Linked DNA regions of Sus scrofa: region 1 is linked to region 2. Evidence: chromatin contacts called from public Hi-C data. All regions are on one chromosome and are shown on one strand. Each heading gives the region's core, a stretch centred on a gene start, on an enhancer-like site or on the middle of the called end of the contact. The rest is flanking DNA. Distances are from core to core; before and after follow the strand shown. Region 1 holds the start of RNF11 (RING finger protein 11). Region 2 holds the start of EPS15 (epidermal growth factor receptor substrate 15).

Region 1 (5,394 bases), core at 2,028-4,527, 260 kb before region 2:
GAATGGTGCTAATGTTTGCATGATATTATGAATTTATTTTAATACTGACCTGTATACTTAAAAATGGTTAAGGTGGTAAATTTTAAGGTGGTATATTTTACTACAATTTAAAACACTGGAAAAAAGAAAACCCTGTAGACAAATGTTTATAGCAGCTTTATTCATAATTACCAAAACTTGGAAACAACTAAGATGCATTTCAGTAGGTGAATGAATAAATAAACTATGGGACTTTCAGAGAGTAGAATATTATTCAGTGCTAAAAAGAAATGAGTTATCAAGCCATGGATAGACACAAAGTAACCTTAATTACATATCACTAAGTGAAAGAAGCCAATGTAAAAGACTACATGCTGTATAATTCTAAATATATGACAATTTGGAAAAGGTAAAACTGTGGAGACTACTAAGTAATCAGTGGTTGCCAGGAGTTAGGGGCAAGAGAGAAGTGAATAGACTGAGCCCAGAAGGCTTACAGCAGTGAAACTATTCTATATGATGCTATAATAGTAGATAGACATCGTTATAAATTTGTCCAAAGCCATAAAATGTACAACATCAAAAGTGAACCCTAACATAAGCAAGGATTTTGTGTGATAGTTCATCAATTGTAACAAAAGTACCAGGTGCAGGATTTTGATAATGGGGGAGGCTATGCATGTATGAGGAGGAGTATATGGTAAATCTCTGTACCTTCTGCTCAATTTTGATGTGAACCTAAAAATGGTCTAAAAAATAGTCTATTTAAAAAAATCTGGTGCAACAGAAGATACTAGATTCTCATATCTGCTTCTGCGTTAGATCTGTCAGAGAAAACCAGAACAAGATAAGTTAAAGCAATGAAGGCAAATTTTATTCAGGAACTATTGCAGTAGGGGAAAAGAGAACTCAGCATGGAACTGGACTCCATTCTGAATACAAAAAGGACAAGTGGAGATTTATGGGCAAGGAACAGGGTGGGACATAATAGGGAAAATTACAAAGAGGAAACATCAGGGATAAAAGGGAATTTTGGCTAAACCCATTGATAGGATTTTTGCTGAAGGCAGGCCAAGGTGGCCAGATACTGAAGGAGGGGAATTCTGGCTAAACTGATTCAGCTAGATTCTTTCTAAAACTAGAATAAGTGGGCCAAGGACAGAACCCAAGGTTAGGGCCTTGAGGGCTTAGGGAGCTTGTCTAGAGTTGGGTCTTGGAAAATCTTTGTCACTTCAATATTCTTGTTACTTTTTCCATTTAAAATTAGTTCTTGGCGTTCCTCCTGTGGCACAGTGGATTAAGAATCTGACTGTAGCAGCTTAAGTCGCTGTGGAGGTACAGATTCGATCCCCAGCAAGTGGGTTACGGATCTGGTGCAGATGCAGCTCAGATTCAGTCCCTGGCCCAGGAACTTCCATATGCTCCAGTAAGGAATTAAAAAAAGAATAAAGAAAAAGAAAAGAAAAAAAAACCCTCTGGCTTACGAAGAAAGATTATTGTATAGCTACTTCCTTACAAACATATATGTGGATGCCAAAGGCATTTTTTCAAGATAAGTCTTCCCCCATTCCCCTGTTTTTATACTCTGAGAAAGGAATATCAGGATGAAAAAAGATGTAGTTCCTTTCCACAACTGGCGTATAATAAAGGTAACTGGTATATAATTCAAATCCTGGCTCTACCCCTCAATAGCCATGTGAAGCCATGTTTCTATTCCTGTAAAACAGGAATGTCAATACAAACCTTTCAGTGCCCAGGCTAATAAATGGAAATTATGACTTTATATCTATCTATCTTTCTTTCTATCATCTCTCCTCCCAAAACCTTTGATGAGGGTGGCAAAAGAACTTGTCTGTTTACTTTTCTTTCCAGCTGGACTCTGGGCTCCATCAAGAACAAGCTATGTTTCCCTAGTGCCTAGTATAGGGTCTAGTGTGAAAAAGAAAAAGAAAAAAAATCAGTAAATGATGAATGAAAGGAAAGAGAGTCAAGACTCACTTTTTGTCTTCTTGTCGAATGAATAACCATTAGGAACATTCTCATCCTTCTTATTTCTTTCCTTTACATACATTGCTTCTTGGGCTCTTGGTTCATTCAACTAAGAAGAGAGACTACTCTCCCTTAAGCAATGTGCCAGGCCCTGCACAGAGGAGAGACAGATGATTCAGCTTGATCAGACTGTAATAGAGAAAAGCTCAGGGAGAGGCAACTAGGCAACCAGACTCCACGATTAGGAGAGGCTTCCCAGTGGAACCAAAGTTGAGTCCAGGAAGGACAAGTGGGGATAATGTTTAGCTTGATGGGAGGTATAAGGTCAGAAGTGGGCGGAAGTGAGTTTCTGTCAGAGAAACAGTGTGGGTAAAGCCTTAGCGTTTTAACTTTTAAAAGGTAAAAGTTATCCCTTCTAGATAACTGGACTACTTTATTTAGGCATCCTAGAGTGTAGAATATGTCAGGGAACAATGTCTAATGAGATCGAGGAGGTAGCCAGATTTGTAAACCATTTAAGAATTAATGCTTAGCCATAACAGCATTGGGAAGCCATTGAAGATTTTAAAAAGTTTAAATTCCCCCTAGGGACATCAGCTTTACATTTTAAAAAGAAAACTGGACTGAACAAATAGTGGATTGAATAGGGGCAATGGTGAATGCAGGGGGAAGGGTTCCAAGTACAACAATAGAAATATGATGGTAACTTGTACTATGGTGGTGGGAATGGAAAGAAATAGAGCATTCAAGAACTATGTCTAGATACTCATGTTGCAACAGAACAAAGGGTGGGGGAAAAAACCTAATTGTAATGTATACATGTAAGGATAACCTGACCCCCTTGCTGTACAGTGGGAAAAAAAAAAAAAAGAAATAGAGCATTCAGTTAGTATAGTTGGAAGAAGAATCTTTCTGGCTGTGATATAGGAGGATCAGGAAGCGATTGGGGAGCTAGGAAAGTTTCCTTAATGAGTCTGGACTTTATTTGAAGGGATAAATGGTAAACCTTTTAATATGTTAATAATGGGAGTGATCCATTCAAATACGGGTTCATAAATAGATAACTAGGCAGAAGGTCGTGAGAAGACTGACAAAACAGCGTACAGGTGTGAAGTGAGGCAAGCGGGGAGGGAGCAGTGGATGTGGGGAGGCAAGGAGACCCAAGAGAGCTTTCAGAGGTTTCGGTCCCCAGCTAATTGTCGGAGAAGCAGAGACTGACGCAGCCCGGGGAACAGCTGTTGGGAACCGGGTAGGCGGGGCCGGCGCCGCCTACACCTCCCAACGCCGGGGGCGGGACCAGGGCACGCACGGCGGCGTGACGCAGGGCCGCAGCTGGCCTCGTTCTGGCCGCCGCCGCCGCTTTGAGGCGGTGTAGGATGAGGCCCGCGGCTGCGGCTCCGGCGTCGGCGGGGGCAGCAGCAGCTGAGGCAGCAGCTGAGGGAGCCGCGACGGCCGCGCCCCCCCCTCCTGACCTGGATTAGGCCCAACAGCTTCGTGGCCGCCGCCGCCCCGCGGGGGGGCGGGGTGGGGAAGTTCTTCGTCTCCCCGCCCCCCCCCCCCCCCGCCGCCGCCGCCGCCGCCGCCGCCTCGTAGGAGGCAGCCGCCGCCTCGTAGGAGGCAACCGCCGCGACCCCAGCCGAGCCCGCGGCCCAGCCTTAAGCCCCCAACCCCGGGGGCTGGCATGAGCGGCCCTTCGGCGGCGCCGGGGGGCGGGGGAGCCGCTGCCGCCTGAGCCCCGGCCTGCCACTCGACCCCACGTCGCTGACCGGGGCTGACCGCAGAGCGTGCGAAGGACCCCGCCGCTGCTTTCTTCCTCCCCTAGATCACACACCCCAACCCCAGAAGATGGGGAACTGCCTCAAATCCCCCACTTCAGATGACATCTCCCTGCTTCACGAGTCTCAGTCCGACCGGGCTAGCTTTGGCGAGGGGACGGAGCCGGATCAGGAGCCGCCGCCGCCATATCAGGTACGGAGGGTGTGTGTGGGGAAGGGGGGTGCGAGGAGCAGAGGCAGCTCTGGCCGAGGTCGTGGGGGCTTCGGGCTGTCACTGCCCTTGGTTTCGGTAAGACCTGGCCTCAGGGGCACTGACACGCTTAGGACTGAATTTGAGGGCGACTGCTCTTCACTTCCAGAAATAGGGGGACTCTTTCACCTCGATGTGGGGATGGTACTTCTGTCCTTGAGTTCTGAAATTCGGATATATGATTATGTCCCCTTGGCCGGTGGCTAGTGGTTAGCTTGTGGAGTTTGGAAGTGACATTTTCCTGCCTTTATGTCTGAGTCGTGGAGTCTGAACTGTGAGGTTTGGAGACGATTGCCACATCGCATCGCCAGGTGCGATGAATTATGGGTTGTGGATAGGTGGTTAACCCCCACCTCATTTATACTTCCAAGTGTGACCATCCTTTCCTCCCTACCTTGTTTGGATTAATTGGATCTGGTAGGATTAATTGGATCTGGTAAGCATTCATTTCTCCCTCAGCTCGGGAGATTTTCAGGTAGTTTTTTTGGTTCGAGCAGCACCAAGGATTACTTGTTTATATATATAGTAAATTAAAAATTTTAATCCTTAATCCTTTTGCTCCACCCCTATGACACACCTTTTAAACGCGCTGACTTAATAGAACGTGATTATCTTGAACTCTGGAAACCTTTAAACCTTACTTGAGAAATACCTTCTCTTACTTGTGGTTCTCCCTTTGTATCAAAGGCTTCTCTCCCAAACAGCTTCATTGCCTTTTGCACAGCAGTCAGCAGCTTCAGCTGTCTTTACACAATTAGTAAAGAGCTAAAGACCTCTTTAGAAAATTCAAAATAGATACGTAGATACTATAATACATAATATTTATGTATATATATAAACCTTTTGTCTAGTTTTTCAGTTTTAAATGATGTTGATTAAAAACTTTTTTCCCAGAAGGACTTGGATAGTTAAGTGCCTTAATTTTTTTCCTGAACAGGGTTTAGTTTTCTCCTTTGTTGTTTCATGTGGTGACATCATTATCTAGTGTTGTTCTTTTCTCATACCTATGTAAATCAGTGCCTCATCACACCAGAAAAACCTGATCACATATGCTAGTTTCCTGAATAAAACCCTTCGGAAACCTTTCATATATACCAGTAAAGTCCAGTCTTACTGTGGCATACAGAAACCTCCATGGTTTATTTTTCACATTCATATTCCTGGCCTATCAAATACAGCAGTCTGTTCACACCTCTCTGCCTTAGCTCCTTCCTCTGCTTGGAGCCCTTTCCCCAAGGTCGGCCAGGTGAACCTCTGATCCTCTTTGAGAACTCATCTGTATCTGAAGTCCCTACATTCCCCTCCCTTACACCTTGAATCCATCACTCCCTTCTTTGTGCCCCCGCCCCACAACCCTCTACACTTCCATAAGCAGCATATAGAATACTTAAGTGTTATCCT
Region 2 (5,327 bases), core at 954-3,453:
ATCAAAATATTCTAAATTGATTTATTTAGATTTTCAATGTAAATGAACCATCAATGTTTGTTCTCTCATATGTGAAACACTGAAGGATTATATTCCTGATTCAGTATTTACTCTGTGTACAGGTTAATATTTAAATATATAACTGCAAGAACATACTTAAATTATTTAACTGTCTATAAAACTGACAGAGCCTGAAGAAAATATCCAGAGATGAATGAGAGTAAATAGAAACTAAAAACACAGTCTTACAGGAAGAGAATAAAGTAAGCACAAAACTAGGAAGCAAATCTATACAAGTCCTCAGGAGAACAAAATCTTCAGGAAAGGAAAACTCCTGCTGGAAATGGCTAACAGAGCCAGACAGCAACAGCCTGCCTAAAGGATCTTGTTTAATGGGTATCACTAACTAGACTATTAAAAAGTGAGCGCCCACTCCAAAAAAGTGAACACTCAAAAGTCAATGTTGCCATTTCTCAAATTTCAGGAATACCCTTACAAAGAGATTTGCCACCAAGACAAAATCCCCACATTCCAAGTATTCTTCCCCATTATGTGCTTGTCAAAATAGGATAAGCAACACCAGAGTGGGAAATAAACACACTTCACTTATGAAGCTGATAATTCCTGCAAGCTGAAGTTAATTTTTATTTTACCTGAGGCACGTGTTTACAATGTGATTCCTGGTTCCTGGGGAGAATATTTTTCACTCAGTCTATCTTAGAATGCTTGGCAAAATGCCCCCACGTCTCTTGCTCCCAACACGGAAAACTCTCCAGCCCAAATGTATAACCTATCCCCGTGTTTTGCCTTAGAAGCCCTGACAAATCCAGGCCAAGGAGACTACAAGGTGGCAGGGAAATACTACAGGGCAGGCAGGAAGGCTTGCATGGGCCCCAGCACAGAGGTGCAGAGCCACCAGCTCACTCGGGAGAAAGCAGGCTGAAAAGTAAGGCTGGGGTGGGTTTGGTCAAAAAAGTGGAAAGGGACTGACAGGTGCACATCCCCTCATCATCCTGTACATCATGGAAAGATTACAACAAGCTTTCTTTACAGAGAGGGGGGCACGAGGCTCCCAGGGAGAGTGAGGTTGAGCAGTTTTACGGGAAGCACGAGGACTGGGCTCTGAAGGAAGCAGAAAGGCAAGGAAAAGACCCTGAAAACAGGTTTTGGTGAAGATTCCCCCAGGATGAGCAAGTCGTTCCCAGCACCGAGACTGGAGGAACCATCACACCTGTTAAAGGATGACTCCCTGTTATCCGCGTGGACAGCGATGTTGACCCCACAGAGTAGGAGTGGTAGCACAACTGAGGGAAAGACTGAATCTGGGGATCTGACGCCGCACGAAACCTGATCAGGAGGGGAAGAGGCTGAATCCCAGGACGGGGCCAGCAGGGCAAGGGTGCGTGCGCTCCGGTGGGATGAGACTTATTTGGAAGAGAGCTGACTTAAGGAAACTACTGGGGAAGAGAGGGCTATCGCCGGACTCCAGCAGGAAAAGGCCGGTTTAGAAAGGAAAGCCTGGCTCGGAGGGGTCCTGGGTGTCCGGCTCGGGAAGGCGAGCCTCGTGAGGGACCGGGGCTGAGCCGGGGGGGCTGAGGCTGATCCGCGCGAGCTCAACAGGAGCTCACCTGGGGAGCGTGTGGCCTGGAAGGAGGAAACTTCCTGGGTGGGTGAAGGCGGACCGGAGTGAGAGAGGTGGGCACCGACCGAGCGGGGCGAGGGGCACCGAGGGGTCGAGGGGAGTGGGCGCCGCCTGGGGCGGCGCCGGGGCGCAAACTGGCCGGGGCGGGGTCTGGGCAGCCGCCGCGAAGCTGCCGGCTCGGGATGGCGCCCTCCCCCCGTCACACTCGCACACACACACGCGCGCACACACACACACAGACACGCGCGCGCGCGCTCCGTCTCGGTCGCCCCGCCCGCCCGCCCGGGCCCGAGAGAAACTGCCCGGGTCGGTGAACCACAGGGCAGTGGGGGAGGGGGCCAGGGACACCGGCCGACCAGCCCACTGGACGGGCGGGCCGCGTTACCTGTGTCAGGGAAAGCTGGGCCGCCGCAGCCATGGTGTTTCCATCATGCACGGGAGGAGAAGGAAGGACGAGCGGACGGGGTCTCCGGGGGAGGAGGAGGCGGAGGGAGCGGCCGGAGGCGAGGCCCGGGCAGGCGGGCGTCTCCCCGAACTTCGACAACTTCCCTCCTCTCGCCCGCCCCGCCCCGCCTGGCCCCGCCCGCCCGGCGCAGGCCGCGGCGGCCCCCAAATCCTGGCGCCGGAGTTGTTGCCACCGGACCGGAGCCTACTCTTGGGGCCGCCGGAGAAAACCCGGCCCGTAAAGAAATGAAGGTGGGCGGCCTGTGAAGATAGAGGCAGAGGCCGCTCTCCATTGTCCCGAGAACTTTAAGCAAGTCACCTGCCAACTCTAAGCTTCTGCTTCTGAAAAAAGGGGGAAATTATATCCAAAGTCCAGATTGCTTGTGAGGATTAAATGAGATCTTTATAAGAAATAACAGCACTTTATATATGTCAGAATCTATGTTAGACGCTTTATTTTTTAATTGTATAAATGAAGGGACTGAGACATAAATATATTGCACAAGTGAGGAAACTGAAACACAAATAGGTGTCACACGTAAGCTGGTTCGATAGCTGGTGAAGTAGAATCCACGTCTGACTCCAAAACTTTTCATTTAACCACCTGCTATTACAGTGTGATACCAACAAAGAAGACTCTAAAGTCATTCCCTCCGGGAGCTAGAGTCTACCTGGGAGGGGGAAAGAATGCTTTCCTGACCCACTTGCTGCCTCCCACACTCAGATTGTTCCATAAATGAGCACTGGGAGCTGCTCAGGTGCCTGCCGCATTCCTAAATCCTCCCCGGGTCCACCTGACAAACTCCTCTTACGTTCTCCAGAAACAACTCAAGGATCACGTCCTGTCCTTCGCAAAGCATCTCCCGACCTCCGCAAGTCGGAGCTACACACTCCTCTTTTTAACACTTCTTCTCTACGTTATGAAGTCACCACCCTGATGACCGTTTCCATCTGTCTGCTCTCTCGACTGGGAGCCTCAATGATAAGGACTGTTTCTGATACATAGAATGTGTTAGGTGTTCATTATAAGGCCTTAATTCCTGCCAAGTCAAACATGACACAGACTACACTTTCTTTGTCTCTTTTTAGGGCTGCACCTGCTGCATATGGAGGTTCCCAGGCTAGGGGCCAAATCGGAGCTGCAGCTGCCGGCCTATGCCACAGCTGCAGCAATGCCAGATCCGAGCCGCATCAGCGAACCACACCGCAGTTCACGGCAAAACTGGATGCTCAATCTGCTGAGCGAGGTCAGGGGTCAAACTTGCACCCTCATGGTTACTAGTCAGATTCGTTTTTCACTGAGCCATGACTGAAACTCCTATACTTTCTTTTTGTTTGTTTGTTTTGCTATTTCTTGAGCTGCTCCCGCAGCATATGGAGTTTCCCAGGCTAGAGGTCCAGTGGGAGCTATAGCCAACGGCCTACGCCAGAGCCACAGGAAGATGGGATCCCAGACGCGTCTGCAACCTACACCACAGCTCACGGCAACGCCGGATCCTCAACCCACTGAGCAAGGCCAGGGATAGAACCCTCAACCTCATGGTTCCTCGTCGGATTCGTTAACCACTGAGCCACGACAGGAACTCCAAGACTACACTTTCTTATGCTGCCTTCTTCACTTGAAATAACCAACCAGTTACTTGAAATCCTAATCTATAAAGACTTGGCTTGGGAGTTCCCAATGTGGCTCAGTGGAAACGATCGACTAGGAACCATGAGGTTTCAGGTTTGATCCCTGGGTTCGCTCAGTGGGTTAAGGATCCAGCATTGCTGTAAGTTGTGGGTAGTCGCATTCTTGGCTCACATCTGGTGTGGCTGTGGCATAGGCTGGCAGTTGTGGCTCCAATTTGACCCCTAGTCTGGGAATTTCCATATGCCCTGAGTGCAGCTCTAGAAAGCAAAAGCGGGAAAAAAAAAAAAAAAAAAAAGACTTGACTTGGAGTATGTGCCTGCCATCTACTTCAAGAAGCCTTCTAGGAAATCACACCCCACCTTAGCTGCTCTGATATGATCCTAACACTCTGACTTGTTTTTAAGAGTTAGTTGAGAGGCTTTTCTTCTTTTTTTTTTTTTTTTTAATTTGCTTTTTAGGGCCACACTGGTGGCATATGGAAGTTTCCAGGCCAGGGGTCAAAGTGGAACTACAGCTGCTGGCCTATGCTACAGCCACAGCAATGCCAAATCCAAGGTCTTGTCTTGGACCCACACCACAGCTCATGGCAATGCCAGATCCCCGACCTGCTAGCAAGGCCAGGAATGGAACCCAAATCCTCATGGTTACTAGTCAGATTCGTTTCCACCTCGCCACAATGGGAACTCCTGAGGGGGGTTTTCTATATCCCCACTAGACTGTAAAACCCATGAGGACAGAAGGCCAACTCCCAACTTCATCCCTCTCACAATTTGACCTAGCACAGAGAAGGCATCAGTAAATGTTTTTGCCAAGAATGGGTCTTCCTTTCTCAATCGTAATGGCTTCCCACAACAATGAAACACAACTCTATCAGGCCCACACCCCTATTATCATAATGGTCTCCATCTGATGCACCCTGAGGACCCACTGAACAAGGCCCAGGATGGAGGCAGCCCCACAAAAGGTTTTAGACCTTAACACCACAGGCAAACCATCCCAGAAATGCCCTCAGAAATTCCTGACTCTACTCAGGTCCCTTTTTACAAGGTCCATCCAACAAAGAGCCACTACTATGCTGGTCTCGTGAGCAACCACGTCTTCAAGAGAGTCTTCTTTGATCTCTTTTTGCTGTTATTCTTTTTAACTTAAGGGAGAAGGAGAAATACAATTTTAAATTATTCCCCACTCTCCTGGTACATTTATCAGCTCTAACCACCACTGATGTTTCTACTCTACTTTTCTAATTTACATCATCACTTTTGGACTTCACGACAATTCTGAAATGTAATAATCACCATACTCATTTTATAGATGAGGTAACTAAAGGTCCCAGAGGGTAGGTGATTCTCCCACGGTTATAAGCCAATAACCAAAATAGTACAGCATAGTGGAATAAATAGGGCTTGGACCTCAGAAAGTCCAGGTTCTAATCCTGTTTCTACTATTTACTATTCCTACAACCTTAGGATTATTGTGAGGCTGTATGAGATAACATGTATGGAAATACCTAAAGATGTAGATACATGGGTTTAGTTAAGAAATCTTAAAGTCATAGGATAAATGGCTTTTGGGAGTACAGATTCACTTGCTGTTCAAGGAGACTCTTCC

What was found. A called contact is a pair of places that touch in the nucleus more often than the background predicts.
Region 1: a contact with region 2 is called in a Hi-C map of skeletal muscle, with 5 times the contacts expected there. The contact joins the promoter of RNF11 here to the promoter of EPS15 in region 2. A contact is called at or near these places in 3 of 47 Hi-C or Micro-C datasets (embryonic fibroblasts, heart right ventricle and skeletal muscle).

Annotation. Positions count from the first base shown.
Region 1 is chr6:160,909,596-160,914,989 of Sscrofa11.1, reverse strand. RNF11 (RING finger protein 11) reads left to right here and starts at 3,277. Exons shown (of 3, transcript XM_003482086.4): 1 at 3,277-3,936. The coding sequence starts at 3,814.
Region 2 is chr6:160,650,771-160,656,097 of Sscrofa11.1, reverse strand. EPS15 (epidermal growth factor receptor substrate 15) reads right to left here and starts at 2,203. Exons shown (of 24, transcript XM_021096667.1): 1 at 2,028-2,203. The coding sequence starts at 2,060.